Linked DNA regions of Ovis aries: region 1 is linked to region 2. A link is a contact called in public Hi-C data. All regions are on one chromosome and are shown on one strand. The core of a region is the stretch at or near the end of the contact, and the rest is flanking DNA. Distances in the headings are between cores, read along the strand shown.

The links. Hi-C and Micro-C count contacts between places; a contact is called where the count stands out from the background.
Region 1: a Hi-C map of liver shows a contact between it and region 2, with 2.6 times the contacts expected there. The contact joins the enhancer-like site here to the promoter of SMCO4 in region 2. A contact is called at or near these places in 8 of 16 Hi-C or Micro-C datasets (blood, liver, mesenteric adipose tissue and 3 more).

What each region holds. Positions count from the first base shown.
Region 1 is chr21:926,280-932,655 of ARS-UI_Ramb_v3.0, forward strand. It overlaps SMCO4 (single-pass membrane protein with coiled-coil domains 4), which reads left to right. Exons shown (of 4, transcript XR_006057575.2): 3 at 4,373-4,450. It overlaps TRNAC-GCA (transfer RNA cysteine (anticodon GCA)), which reads right to left and starts at 6,360; the gene lies at 6,289-6,360. Within about 2 kb of position 1,367, at least 3 of the 54 cell types and tissues checked have an H3K27ac peak or open chromatin away from gene starts, as enhancers often do. A contact at or near this core is called in liver, where this site is marked.
Region 2 is chr21:882,179-888,783 of ARS-UI_Ramb_v3.0, forward strand. It overlaps SMCO4 (single-pass membrane protein with coiled-coil domains 4), which reads left to right and starts at 2,658. Exons shown (of 4, transcript XR_006057575.2): 1 at 2,658-2,891; 2 at 5,080-5,156.

The DNA.
Region 1 (6,376 bases), core at 117-2,616, 43 kb after region 2:
ACTACTGTGTGGAGTAGATGGTCAAGTGGGAGGTTCAAGTATCATCAACTGACCCTGCAAATTACAGGTGTTAGGTTGATGGTATGTTTGAAGGTACCCCTGGGAGATTGGTCTCAGGACTCCTGCAGATACCACAATCCTCAGGTGCCCAAGTTTCTTGCATAAAATGACTTAGTATTTGCATAAAACCTGCGTACGTCTTCCCATATACTTTAAATCTATAGAATATTTATAGCACCTTTCCGTATACTCTAAATCATCTGTATATCCTGTGTAAATAGTCATATGTGTGCTTGGTCGCTCAGTCATGTCCGACTCTGCGACCCCATGGACTGTGGCCTGCCAGGCTCCTCTGTCCATGGAGATTCTCCAGGCAAGAATACTGGAGTGGGTTGCTATGCCCTCCTCCAGGGGATCTTCCCAACCCAGGGATCCAACCCAGGTCTCCTGCATTGCAGGTGGATTCTTTACCATCTGAGCCATCAGGGAAGCCCAGGTAGTCATAAATGCAATGTAAATACTATGTAAATAGTTGCCAGTGTGTGGCAAATTTGTTTTGCTTTTTGGGACATTTTGGAAATTTCTTTTTTATAGTATTTTCCATCTGCGGTTGGTTGAATCCTTGGATGTGGAACCTGCAGAGACAGAGGGCGGATGGTCCATAGTGCTAAAGCATTTGCTTTTTGTTTTTCTCCTTCTCAAACCTCCACCGGGCCTGTTCAGGTGTCCCTGTCTGCATTTTGCTGCTGCTGGCATTCTTGGGATCCGGAAGGCTGATGAAGAGGCTCCATAATGATGGGGCCTCACTTGGCCGTGTCATCGGAGGGGATGGCGTGTCGGAGACTAGGCCTTTAGAAATGTGAACCAGCTTCCTGTTAGAGCCTGGCATGTAGTAGGTTCATGTATGTTGACTGGCTGAACAGTGAGTGAATAAGTGTGCTCAGAGACTAAAGGATAAACTCCACACTGTGATCCCATCAACCCTGTGCCTGAGCTTGCTCCACCATACAGGGTGGGCTGAATAAAGCCCTGTACCTGCTTTTCACGCCCCTTGGGTCTGACCTAGCCTGTGTTGTAGGGAACCAGTGACTCTTCCACCTTCTCTGCCATGCAAAACAAAACGTGAAGCCTGCCCTCCTTTCTGTGTTGATCCAGTTCTGTCCATATGAAAGTATTTAATCAAAGGATGTAATTTTGATACAGTGAAATTGGCCTTTGTCCTCTGACTTCCCAGACAGATGATAGCAGGATGGTTTTGCAACAGAATGGTCTCGGAGTCCGGACTTCAGTAAGATTAAGCCCATGCTTAGTGTGATGTTTCACTCTGTGAAGTCACCCACAGAAAAGGCAAACATTCCATGTTTAGTAACCAGTCCTGTTGGTTCTTGGAGTGTGGCCCATGCCAGTTTGGGCTGGATGGGCTGGATGGGCTCTGGGAACGTGCGGACTTCTCCCAGTGCTCCCCGCTCCCCACCACCTCGTGTGGATGGATAGATAGGAAAACATGCACCCACTCAGACTGTCCTTTTCTTTCCAAGCCTGAAACTTCTTTAGCCACGTCAAGGTCCTGCCAGAGTCTGGAAACTGGTAAGCTTTAGAGAGGCCGAGGGTCGGCTAGAGTCTCTTAGGAGAGGAAATGCACCCGGGTGGTTGGTTTCTTCAGGTGTTGCTCTGAGACCGAATTAGGAGAATCCTCAGGGAGTTTTCTTGAGTTTTCATTTTTGTGATTGAGTTAGAGTTGCAGAAGTATCATGAGTTGCTAATTTAAAAAGTGGGGTTTTTTTTTTCATTTCTTTGTAAAAGAAATTCACATTAATTGTAGAAATTTGGAAAAATATCAAAAGGCATAATGCTGAAAATTACCCATAATTTCTAGTATTCAGAGATAATCACTACAAAACGTTTTGTTGTATTTGCATGCATTTTATATGCATAATTAAGATCATTGTGTATAAATTTTGATTTTCCCTTTTCCCATTTAGCGTATTTTATCTTGCATTGAGAGCGCTACAGCATGGGAACTTGTATTAGTTTCCTCTGGCTGCAGATTTCCACAAACTGGATGGCTTAAGACCATGGAAATGGATTCCCTCAGTTCTCGGGGCCAGAAGTCTGAGCCGGGCCTGAGGAGGGTGCGCCCCCTGGAGGCTCTTGGGGGGAGCGCACCCTCGACCCTCAGTTTCTGGTGCTTGCCGGCGTTCCTGGCATGTGGCCCCGTCTCTCCAACACCTGCCTCTGTTTTCACCTGCCTTTCCTGTGTGTGTATGTAAGAAATCTCCCTCTTCCTCTCTTGTGAGACATTTGGGAGGGCATCTAGGGCCCACCCGATGATCAAGGATGTCTCTCCATCTTGAGATTCTTCACCGGCAGAGGTGCCATATCTACCCAAGCTAGCATTTAGAGGTTCCAGAGTAAGGATCTGTTATCTTTGGGGACCATTATTCAGACTGTCAGAGGATTTAAGAGCATAGACTTTTGAGCCAGACAGGGTGGGCTCAAAACCCCGTGTGGTCTCTTACTAGCAGGGTGATCTTGAGCAAGTGTCTTAAGTATTGGTGCCTCCATTTTCTGATCTGTTAAGCGGGAATAACATTAGCAACCTGAGGATTAGGAGGGTTAATGTTTGTAAAGCACCTTGTAAGCTTAGGAGACAGTGTTTGACCCATGTAAAGATTAGCTCTTGCTATTGTAGTTGGTTTTTATTAGAAATTCTTTGTAAAGCAGTCAAAGTACCCGGTCAAGGGTAAAGACCACGGCTATCATCAACTTAATTTCCAGCTGACTGCTTTCGTCTTGGTGCTTTGGGTTGTCTTTTCCCTCCATAGCCCAGTTTTAACATTCTACATGTTCAGAGTGGTAATAATTCTCTCAGAGAATGGGATTAGCCTGTAGTCATCTTGACTCTTAAGCTGCTTGAATAAAATCCAACTTAACTTGGGGCTTCCCAAGTGGTACTGTGGTAAAGAATGTGCCTGCCAGTGCAGGAGGTGCCAGTCTGATCCTTGGGTCACGAAGACCCCCTGGAGTAAGAATTGGCAACTCACTCCAGTATTCTTGCCTGGGAAATCCCATGGACAGAGGAGGCTGGTGGGTTACAGTTCATAGGGTTGCAAAGAGTCAGACATGACTGAGTGACTGAGCATGCATGCAATTTAACTTGACATTCAGACCCCCTGAAAAACCATCTACCTTCTAACCCTGCCTCCCAGCCCTCTCTTTCATAGCCCTTATCTTTAAACTTCATGAAAATCTTACTCCCTAATAGAGGGATTAGAAGAGTTTAGAGTCTTGAAGCCCTACAGTAGGTGATTTCATGGTTGATCCACTGAGGAACCAATGGAAAATTAGGTCAAGGGGATAGTGGGCATAAATGTTTCAAGATCTTAGCAAAACAAATGTTCATGTTCACTAAAACAGACTCTAAAGATAGCATAAATAGCTAGTACCAGCCACTAGTATGTGAACTGAGTCATCTGGTCTACCATCTGGCTCAGCTGAACCACAAATGCCTGTAGCCACATGAGTAAACCAGGCAAGACCAGAAGAAAAACCACCCCACTGAGCCCAGCACTAATTGCTGACCCACCAACCATGAGTAAATAAAATGTTTATTAAGGCCAAAAAAAGGACAGCACAGTAAATCAAGACTTATCTGTAAGTTATTTCATCTCTCATTGTAGTGTTGATAGGCATTGTATGGTTACTCAATTATTCCTCATGTGCTGTAGACACTTTCAGAGTCTCTCATGTTTATATTTTCATTGAAATTCTTTTTTATTTTGTTATGGGTAATATCCACATTAGGAGCCCTCTCTCCCCAGTATCTGGGTCTCCATCTTAGTCCTGAATACCGCTGAGATTTTATGACTTGTTTGCTGGTTCTCCTCTCTGGGTTTCCCACCTCTCTCTCTTCCTCTCCTCTCAGATATTATGGGATGGTAGTTGAGAGGCCCAGGTCAGTGTCTCTCATCTTTTACTTTTCCTTTGTTTCAGAAGTCTTTATTTCATCACCCTCTACTTGTGTTTTTTTTTTTTTTCCAGTCCTAACCCTGGATCTTGTAGTTTTCAATAAGTAACTTTTGGTTGCAAGGAAAAGAAATGCTCTCTTTCCAGCTTAAGTCAGCAGACGGTCTGTCGCAGGAACCTCAGGAATGCAGGGAAGAGCCTGACCAGCGTGCTGGGGGCTGGAGAGGCAGGCTCCTCCGGTCCTGCCTTGTGTGAGGGAGGGCAGGGTGGGGCCGGATGAGTGCTGGTGAGGAGCAGCCGGGGGAGCCACGCAATTGCCCTCTCAGCAGGGACTTGGAGGTGTCACAGGAGGTCTGCAGAAAGCAAACCAGCCAAACCTATGATACCTCTTCTGATTTCTCAGCAGGAATAATCCAGATCACCTTTCCTGGAAGTCAGTTTGCTGAAACTACTGAAGCAGCAGTTCTTGGAAGTTGAAGAAAAGGTAAATAGAAGCAAATTCGTGTCTGCTAAAGTCCCCTTAAGAGGGAAACCCATGTTTGGAGGGCCCCTATTGTTTCTCAGACATCCCTGTATGTAATATTTTACCTTCCTCTGCCTGGCCACACCCTAGTTTACCTTCACCAATGGCTGCCATCTTGGAAATGAGGGCTTTCCCCTCTGGCTGATGTGGTTTCTCCTGCCTTTGAACCCCCCTGTACCGCATTCTCCTTACTGACCTGTATCCCTGGGGGCACTCCGTGCCTCTCCTCTCTGTCCTCCCACAGCCGTGTGGGATGTGGGGCTGCTTTCTGTGGCCCGCACCCCACTGTAGCACTTCTGTACTGGATTATAGTTACCTGTTTGCGTGTTTCCCCCAGTGACTTCCTTAAGATGTATCTGAACTGTGCCTCAGACATAGAAGATGCCTTCATAAATGTTTATTGAATGAGCAGTGGTCACCTCATATGTGGATTCACTATGTACGTCCACCATTCGACCCATATAGGGCCTGTACTGTAAATCGATTTTATTCTTTGAGCATTCATCAGAGATTTTTAATCTCTAGTTGCTTTTTGCATTTTGGCTATTGGGGAAATGAAGCAAAGCTTTCATATCTAGTTTTTATTTTTCATGGGCAGTTTGGTTCCACGTTAAGAGCTGTGGTCCAGAGGCTTGAGGGGAAGGGAGGTGACGGGCAGGTCAGGGAACCAGTGACCTTGGAAGCGTGGCTCCCCACCCCACTCCACCTTGCTGGGGGTGGTGTTGAATGGGATTGCACGAGGTGGGGTTTGGTCATGCTGTGTCTGTGGCCCTCTTGTCTGCTGGATGGCAGACTCCTCTTCCACCCACCCACCCATCCATCTATTCATCCATATTATCCTCCAGACTGCCTCAATCATCAGAGAGTTGCATCTGAGCCCACCTTCCTGCTCCTAATCTTTTTTTTTTTTGCTTTAAATTATTGTCAGTAGATTCCTTTTCTCACCTGCTTTTACTGAACCTGCTGAATATCGCAAAGATGTTCCTTACTTATTTTATCTGTTTTGTTGATCACAATCCTCTTCAAAGGACTCATTCCAGCCTTTCCTACCTGACAGTAACCAGCAGTTGTCTGCTACATTTGATGAGTTCTTCCCCTTTCAGAAAGTGCTTCTGTGCTCACCACCGAAGTTCCTTCTCCCACCAATCCTAGGAAATAGGCAGGGGCGAATGGTAACTTCCCATTCCCGGAAACTCAGAGTGCTAGATATTCCATGTGAGGCCCATTGCCAGTGTGAACAGTGTCTGGTTTTTCTCTCCCTGGCACCGTCTTGCTAGTTCTCCTTGGAAGCTGCTTCTGTCACAAAGCCAGGGGGCCCTTTTCACCCACTCCAGGGTCCTCTCGGTGGGGAGCCTTGGCCTGTTGACCCGAGATGCTGTCTGATGCTGCCGTTTCCTCTACCCCAGCCAGGCCTGATCCTGGTGTTTCCTCTACCCCCCAGCCAGGCCACTTTCTTAAAAAAAAGTAGATCTCCTCTTCCCAAGAGCTTCCAGTCAGTCTTGTGAGTTTTATTTTTTGTTCGGGCTTATTTAAACACAGGAAATTGAGTTAGTTTACATGAATGCTGCGCTGCCTTACTCTGGAAGCACAGAAAGATGCTAACAGGGATTGGGGCAGCCTAATTTGGCTGTCTCTAATGATCTTCCTGCCTCCCCTCTGAAGTGAAGTGAAGTGAAGTCGCTCAGTCGTGTCCGACTCTTTGTGACCTCATGGACTATAGCCTACCAGGCTCCTCCGTCCATGGAATTTTCCAGGCAAAGAGTACTGGACTGGGTTGACATTTCCTTCTCCAGGGGATCTTCCCAACCCGGGGATTGAACCCGGGTCTCCTGCACTGCAGGCAGACGCTTTACCCTCTGAGCCACCAGGGAAGCGCCTCTAAATAAC
Region 2 (6,605 bases), core at 1,408-3,907:
GTCCAATGAACAGTGTGAAGACCTTTGGTCTTCTCAGTTCTGCCCTAAGCTAGCTCCAGGACCCTGAGCATTTGTTAGGCTCTTCTCATCTCTAATCTCTCTGAGCCCCAGTGCCTTCCTCTGCAAAATGAGGTAGGAGATTAGCTGACCTTTAATTTCCCTTTCTTCTTGGATGTTTCATGATCTACCGAGAAACCCTGTCAAATAGAATGAAGTGCTCATCATCAAGAAGTTTATAATCAAACGGGAGATACGAACACCCAACCTCTGTAACCCCTGCTGTATTCCAAGGATCCATGTTTAAAGCGGTTTCTAAGCTGGTTTTGCCAGCTCATTGTCTTGTTGGCTGCAGAAGGATTTTAACCAGGCTCAGTAGTCATTCAATGTAAACTTTGAGAGAAGGCAGTACTTGAAGTGTGATGCTCTGTTAAGCTGAGACATACTGACTTCAGCTGAGTGTTCTGTGACAGAAAACACGAGTGAGAGTATTGACTCTTGGCTGAATTTAGCCAAGATCTTGGAACTGTGGAAATGGCTGCGTGTGATATGTCTGCTGCTGCTCCGTAACTAAATCACGTCCAACTCTGCGACTCCATGGACTGCAGCAGGCCAGGCTTCCCTGATTTCACCAACTCCCGGAGCTTGCTCAAACTCATGTCCATTGAGTCGGTGATGCCATCCGACCATCTTGTCCTCTGTCACCCCCTTCTCCTCCCGCATCGTCTATCAGTTCATCTATTGCTGCTAACACTCAGTGGCTTAAAGCATCCACCATTTTATTTCTCACAACTCTTCGGACGGCTGGGTCATTTTGGCTAGACTTGCCTGGCCTCTGTCTTACGGCGGCATTCAGCTGGTGGGTTGGCTGGGGAACTGCTACAGCTGGGATGACAAGCCTCTCTCTGCCTCAGGCTTTCATTTTTGACGAGGTTGGACCAGGTTTTTTTCACTTTCTTCATAGCATTTCCAGAAGGCAAGGAGCGAGGCACAAGTGCTGATCAAACAGCCCTCGTTTGCCGTGTCTGTGGATGTCCCAGCGGCCAAGCCCAGGCTTAACAGAGGAGGCTTGACACCAAGGACATGCATAAGGAGGTGAGAGTCATCAGAGGCCATTAGGGTGACTGTGTGAACTGTCCCTCTTAGATATGCATTGCAAGACATGCAAGTTTAACCTATATGGTGCTTTCACAAAGACAAAATGTTCATGTTATTACTAGTATAAGGAAGCATTTGGAGTCACCTTATTAAGGGACTAAATCCTACATCAAGTGGTTCTGCTTGCCTCATAAAATTATTCATTAATTTTTGCAGTGGCCTTGGAAAGTTATGTACATATTTAGAAGAAAATACCATTTGCAATTATAATGAATTAAAGCAATCTTTACTGCAGTACCACTGTCTCAGTTTGGAACTAAGGCTTTCTAATTTCATATTAGCAGCGTCTATGTCCTCCCAACCCCTCTGCCCAAGGATGTGGGTGCCCTTCTCGTCGACCAGACCTCAGTCTCTTTTGAGGACAGGAATCCTACCTCACCCAAGTTTCTTTCTCTCATTCTCCCAGAATGTATGACATTCAGTGGACGCTCCTCGAGCTGTGCTATGCTAGGCTCAGATGCTGAGTTGTGTCCAACTCTCTGCCACCCCATGGACTGTAGCCCACTAGGCTCCTCTGTCCATGGGATTCCCCAGGTAAGAATACTGGAGTGGGTTGCCATTTCCTCCTCCAGGGGATTGTCCTGACCCAGGGATTGAACCTGTGTCTCCTGCACTAGCAGGTATATTCTTTACCACTAGCTCCACCTAGGATGCTCCCTGAATGCTGATTAAATAAACAAATCCACAGTTGCCTTTTAGTAAACCCCTTTATATTCCAAACACTTCACTCACAGATTGGATCACCAATCTCTCAACGCCACAGATGGATCATTCTCCACAGTTTACAACTCAGGGGACGGAGGCACAGAAAACCCAAGGTGGACAGGCTGGGATTCCAGCCCAGTCCTGTCTAACGCAACTTCATTGCACTCACTGCTGTTTTCCATGCAGAGCAGGAAGGAGACTGTCAGAAGTGAAAAGACACCTCCAGGTGTTGAGAGAGGGGCAATGAGGAAACAGTAGAGGCTGTAGCTTGCAGAAACCCTTAAGCATTCACTGCCTTTACAAGAAAATAAACACTGTTAATTAAGAGACTGGCCACCAAAACCCAGGTGGAAAACCAGTAGGAGAGCTGGTTCTACAGGTCTTAAAAAAACCCAGTACCAATTAGTTAATTCTTGGGGATGGGGAAGAGGAGAGACTGGAGAGGCCCTGTTGGGTAGGTGACAATTCCACACTCACAAGGGGTGTCCTCAGATGAAAAGATGGCCGTTAGTTTACATTTTGCATATAGTTTTTATTACCTACTGGATCAGTAATAATAGTAACAGTAGCTACCTGTTAATGATCATAATAACGGCTTCTACCACTTAGCTCTGGAGCATAGGTGGGTGGAGGGGCCGAGCAAGGCACTTCACATACAATGCAAGGTCTCAACGCTCACAACAGCCCAGAGAAGTAGGTTTTACTATTCTCAGTGTGTAGACGAGGTAACCCGCTCAGAGAGATTAGCTTTCCCAAGAGCTCCCAGCTGTTAAGTGGAAGATCTAAATCCTAAGTCTGTTCGACTGAAAGCCAGGAGTAACTGGGCGGTGGGCCCTGTGCCGCTCCGTGCTGGTCTGAGGTCGGGAACTGTGAATCTTATTTATTTATGCAACGTTGAGCACGTGTCTGAGTGTGTAATTCACAAACGAAAAAACAAATCTAGGTCCGGGTATCTGTTCTCTGGAAGTTTAGAAGCCTGCGTGGTGGAGAGCTGCCAAAGTCTGTCTTCATTCATTCGCTCCTTGGATCCCGTAAGAAGTGTTTGTGGCGCACTTGGGTATTCCGGGCGGGGCGCTAAACTAGGAGAGGGGACGGCGAGCCGGCTGCTCCCCAGCCTGACTTGACTTTCTCCGGGGCAAGGGTTAGGGTTAAGGGAAGCAGAAACGGTATGGAGCCGGCTGGGGCGCGACCCGCACCGGCGGCGGGGCGCGGGCGGGCGGCGAGCGGCGGCTGTCCGGGGCGGGCGCCCGGAGGCGGGCTCCCCGAGTCGGGCCCGGGGCCTCCGGCGGGGCGTCTCGGAGCAGCGGCGGTAGAGAGCCGGGCGAGGGGCCGCGGCACGCGGGCGGGCGGCCGGGCGGGGCGGGCGCGTTAGGGTTAGGGAGGGAGGATTCGGCTTCCCGGCGGCAGAGGGCGCCTGGCACTGCCGGCCGGGGCCGCGCGCCCGGGCGCCGGGAGGCGAGGCGGGGAGCGCGAGCGGCGGCCACCGCCACGTCTTCCCGGCAGCGGCGGCGCGGGCGGAGGTGAGCGGCGGCGCGGGCCCGGCCGGGCCGGGCTGGGGGCGGCGGCCCCGCGGTTCCCGCCGCGCCCGCCCCGCGCAGAGCCAAGCGGCCGCCGAGGCCCGGGCCCCGAGCGCGTCCCGAGCGCAACTCGTGCCGGCCGCGGGCGGGGGCCGCGGGGCCGCGCGTCTCTGCGCGGGGCCGGGGTCTCCGCGCTGCGGGCCGGGGCCGCGGCCGGGAAAGTTGGGGCGGACCGCGAGCCCCGCGGGCCGGGCGGGAAGTGCGGGCGCGCGGCGGCCCCGGGGGACGGGGGCACGGGGGGCGGCGGGCGCGGGTGCTCGGCGCGCGGAGAGGAAGGGGCGCGCTCGGGGTCCCGGCTGGAGCCCGCAGGTGCCCGGCGCGGCCCGTGGTGAGCAGGGGAAGGCAGGCCCGCGGGGTGCGCCGGGGGGCGGGGGGCGGAGTGGAGCGGCGGTGGGCTTGCCCCCTCCCCGCTGCCGGCGGACGCGGGGGAGGGGTCGGGCTCAGAGTTGGGGACGCCCCTGGGCTCCCGGAGACCCGGTGGGGAGTTCCTGGAACTGCTGGAGGAGGCGGCCGAGCCGCGCTTCCTCTACCGCCTGGGCCAAGTACCTCCCCTCCCCGTCTGCCAGACTCGCCTCCCCGACTGCGGCGCTGCTGTCTGGGAAGTTGACGAAGGACCCCTGAGTGGATGGGATATGTAGGGGTCCCGTGGGCAGTAGGATTGGGCTGCATGCAATCATTAACCGTTGCCAGGAGAGAACGCAGCTCTGACCCCCTCTGACACCCACGCACCCACCCCCATTCCCCTCTCCAGCACAAGCCACGTCGGTATTCCCAGGGTTCGGCTACGGATCCGCAAAGCCTAGCAGCCCCTCTGTTGGCAGAGTCGTGGTCATCCTGAAGGGGCGAAAGACACGGCCATTGATTCTCGGGCTGAGGCTGGCTATTTCAGAAACAAGTGGTTCTGCAGATGCTTTATTGGAATAATCTGTGTGGTGCCCCTTGACAGTGGAGATGACTCATGTTAGCTTTTTTTTTTCCCCTTCAAATAAATTTTGTATTCAAGACACAAGCGCACTAGGTCATTTGCAACCGTGGTAGAGCTGGAGACCCACACTGTAGGCCTTGAGACCTTGTCCTAGTCCTAGATGTATTAGCAAGGATTATGGCCTCCAATAATGGCATCACCAACTTGATGGACATGAGTTTGAGTAAGCTCCGGGAGTTGGTGATGGACAGGGAAGCCTGGCTTGCTGTAGTCCATGGGATCGAAGTCAGACATGACTGAGCGACTCAACTGATGGCCTCCAATGCATCACTTCCCGTCTTTGGAACTCAGTTTCTTTATCTGCAAAGTTCGGTATACAGAATGAGTTAGACAGTCTCAGGTGGCAGGAGTAGGTGTTTGAGGGAACCTTTTTCCTTGTGAACCTTGATCAGCCACACAAAGTCCACCTCAGCCTATTATAAAGAAATTAGGATGGACTGAACACAGCTCAGAAGCAAGAGAGGCTGCATAAGGCAAAACAAAACCAAAAACTAATAATACTTGGTACTGGATTTGCAGTCAGGATACTTTCTTATGTAGACAATTAGTGTATTGCCTGTTCAGCTATCATTATCATAAAGTAGTTAACTGTGCTTTAAAAAGTTATGTATGTCTCATCTGAGGACCTGAAATTTTTCTTTTGTTTGAACCTTCAAGCCTGGAGTGGATGCGCAGTGGCTCCACGTGGAGCAGCCTTACTCGAAGAATACCCCCAGGATCTCTCCTTGCCGTGGGTGAGTGCTCAGTCGTGCTTGACTCTGTGATCCCATTCTGTACCGGAGGACCCCACCAGCCTCCTTGGTCCGCAGAATCTTCTGGCAAGAATACTGGAGCGGATTGTCATACCCTCCTCCAGGGGATCTTCCCTATCCAGGGATTGAACCTGGGTCTTATGCACTGCAGGCTGATGCTTTACCACTGAGCCGCCCGGAAGCCTCTCTCGTTGCCATAGGACCATAGGTTTCCTTCTGTCTGACTGATGCTGCCGTCCTTGTACCACCACACTTCTGTCATCTTTCCCGTTCTGACTTGAGAAGTGGGGAGCTGATTCCTGTTGCATGTGGCATTTCTGAACCTCCCAGGTTTCGAGTGAGTGAAATTGATAGGCAAATAGTGCATTAGATACAGCACATTAAAAATAGCTCAAGGTAATAATGTGTCTGCTCCACCCCTATTCCCTAGACCCTCTGGACAACCTCTCAGTAGAAGTTCAGAGGCACTTCCTGCCCATCTTGTTTTGGATGCTGAGAGTTGAAATGCCATAGCTGGGTCAAATGGCACATTCATGACCAAGTCATGGTGCTGGTGGGCGGGAAGGGTTCTGTGTGTGTGTATTTTATCATAACTGAATGCTTCTGTCTTTCTGTTCTCTTCCATTAGTAGCTTTCAAATCCATATTGGGTTTGACCACATCATTTTCAGTAATCCTTTTCTGTCAGTTTCTTGTATACATTTTTACTTTAACTGAGAGCTATTAAATTAATAAAAATCCTGGTGCTAATAATAGTTGTCATTTGAGCCCCTACCATGTATCAGGCAGGACAAGATACGGGGGCTCAGCAGTAAAGAATCTGCCTGTGATGCAGGAGATGCAGCAGGGGTCGTGGGTTTGATCCCTGGTGGGGAAGATCCACTGGAGGAGGGGATGACACCCACTCCAGTGTTCCTGCCTGGAGAATCCATGGACAGAGGGGCCTGTCAGGCTACCGTCCATGGGGACATGAAGAGTCGGACATGACAGGCTGCACGCATGTAATGTTTTATGATAGTGGAAGAGTAATTCTTTTTTTTTTAATGTTTTATTTTGTTTTGGGATGTAGTGATTAACAACGTTGTGTAGTGTCAGCTGAGCAGCAGAGGCACTCAGCCATGCGTATGCATGTACCCCTTCTCCCCCAAGCTCCTCTCCCATGGAAAAGCAATTCTTAACTGTCTCATACAGGATTGGGATATTAAATGAGATCTTGTATGTGAAAAGCAATGTGTAAACTGTAAAGTGCCCTCCAACCCAGGGCAGGTTCTACACTAAGCACCCGAAGACTCTGGAAGCGTATGAGTCCATGAGTCAGGAGCCCAGTGTCTGGTGGGCCTGGTGTACATGCTGAGCCCATCGCCTAATCCCTCTGAGCCTGATTTCCATGTGTGTAAAATTAAGATGATAATATCTGCCTTGCACTAAATGA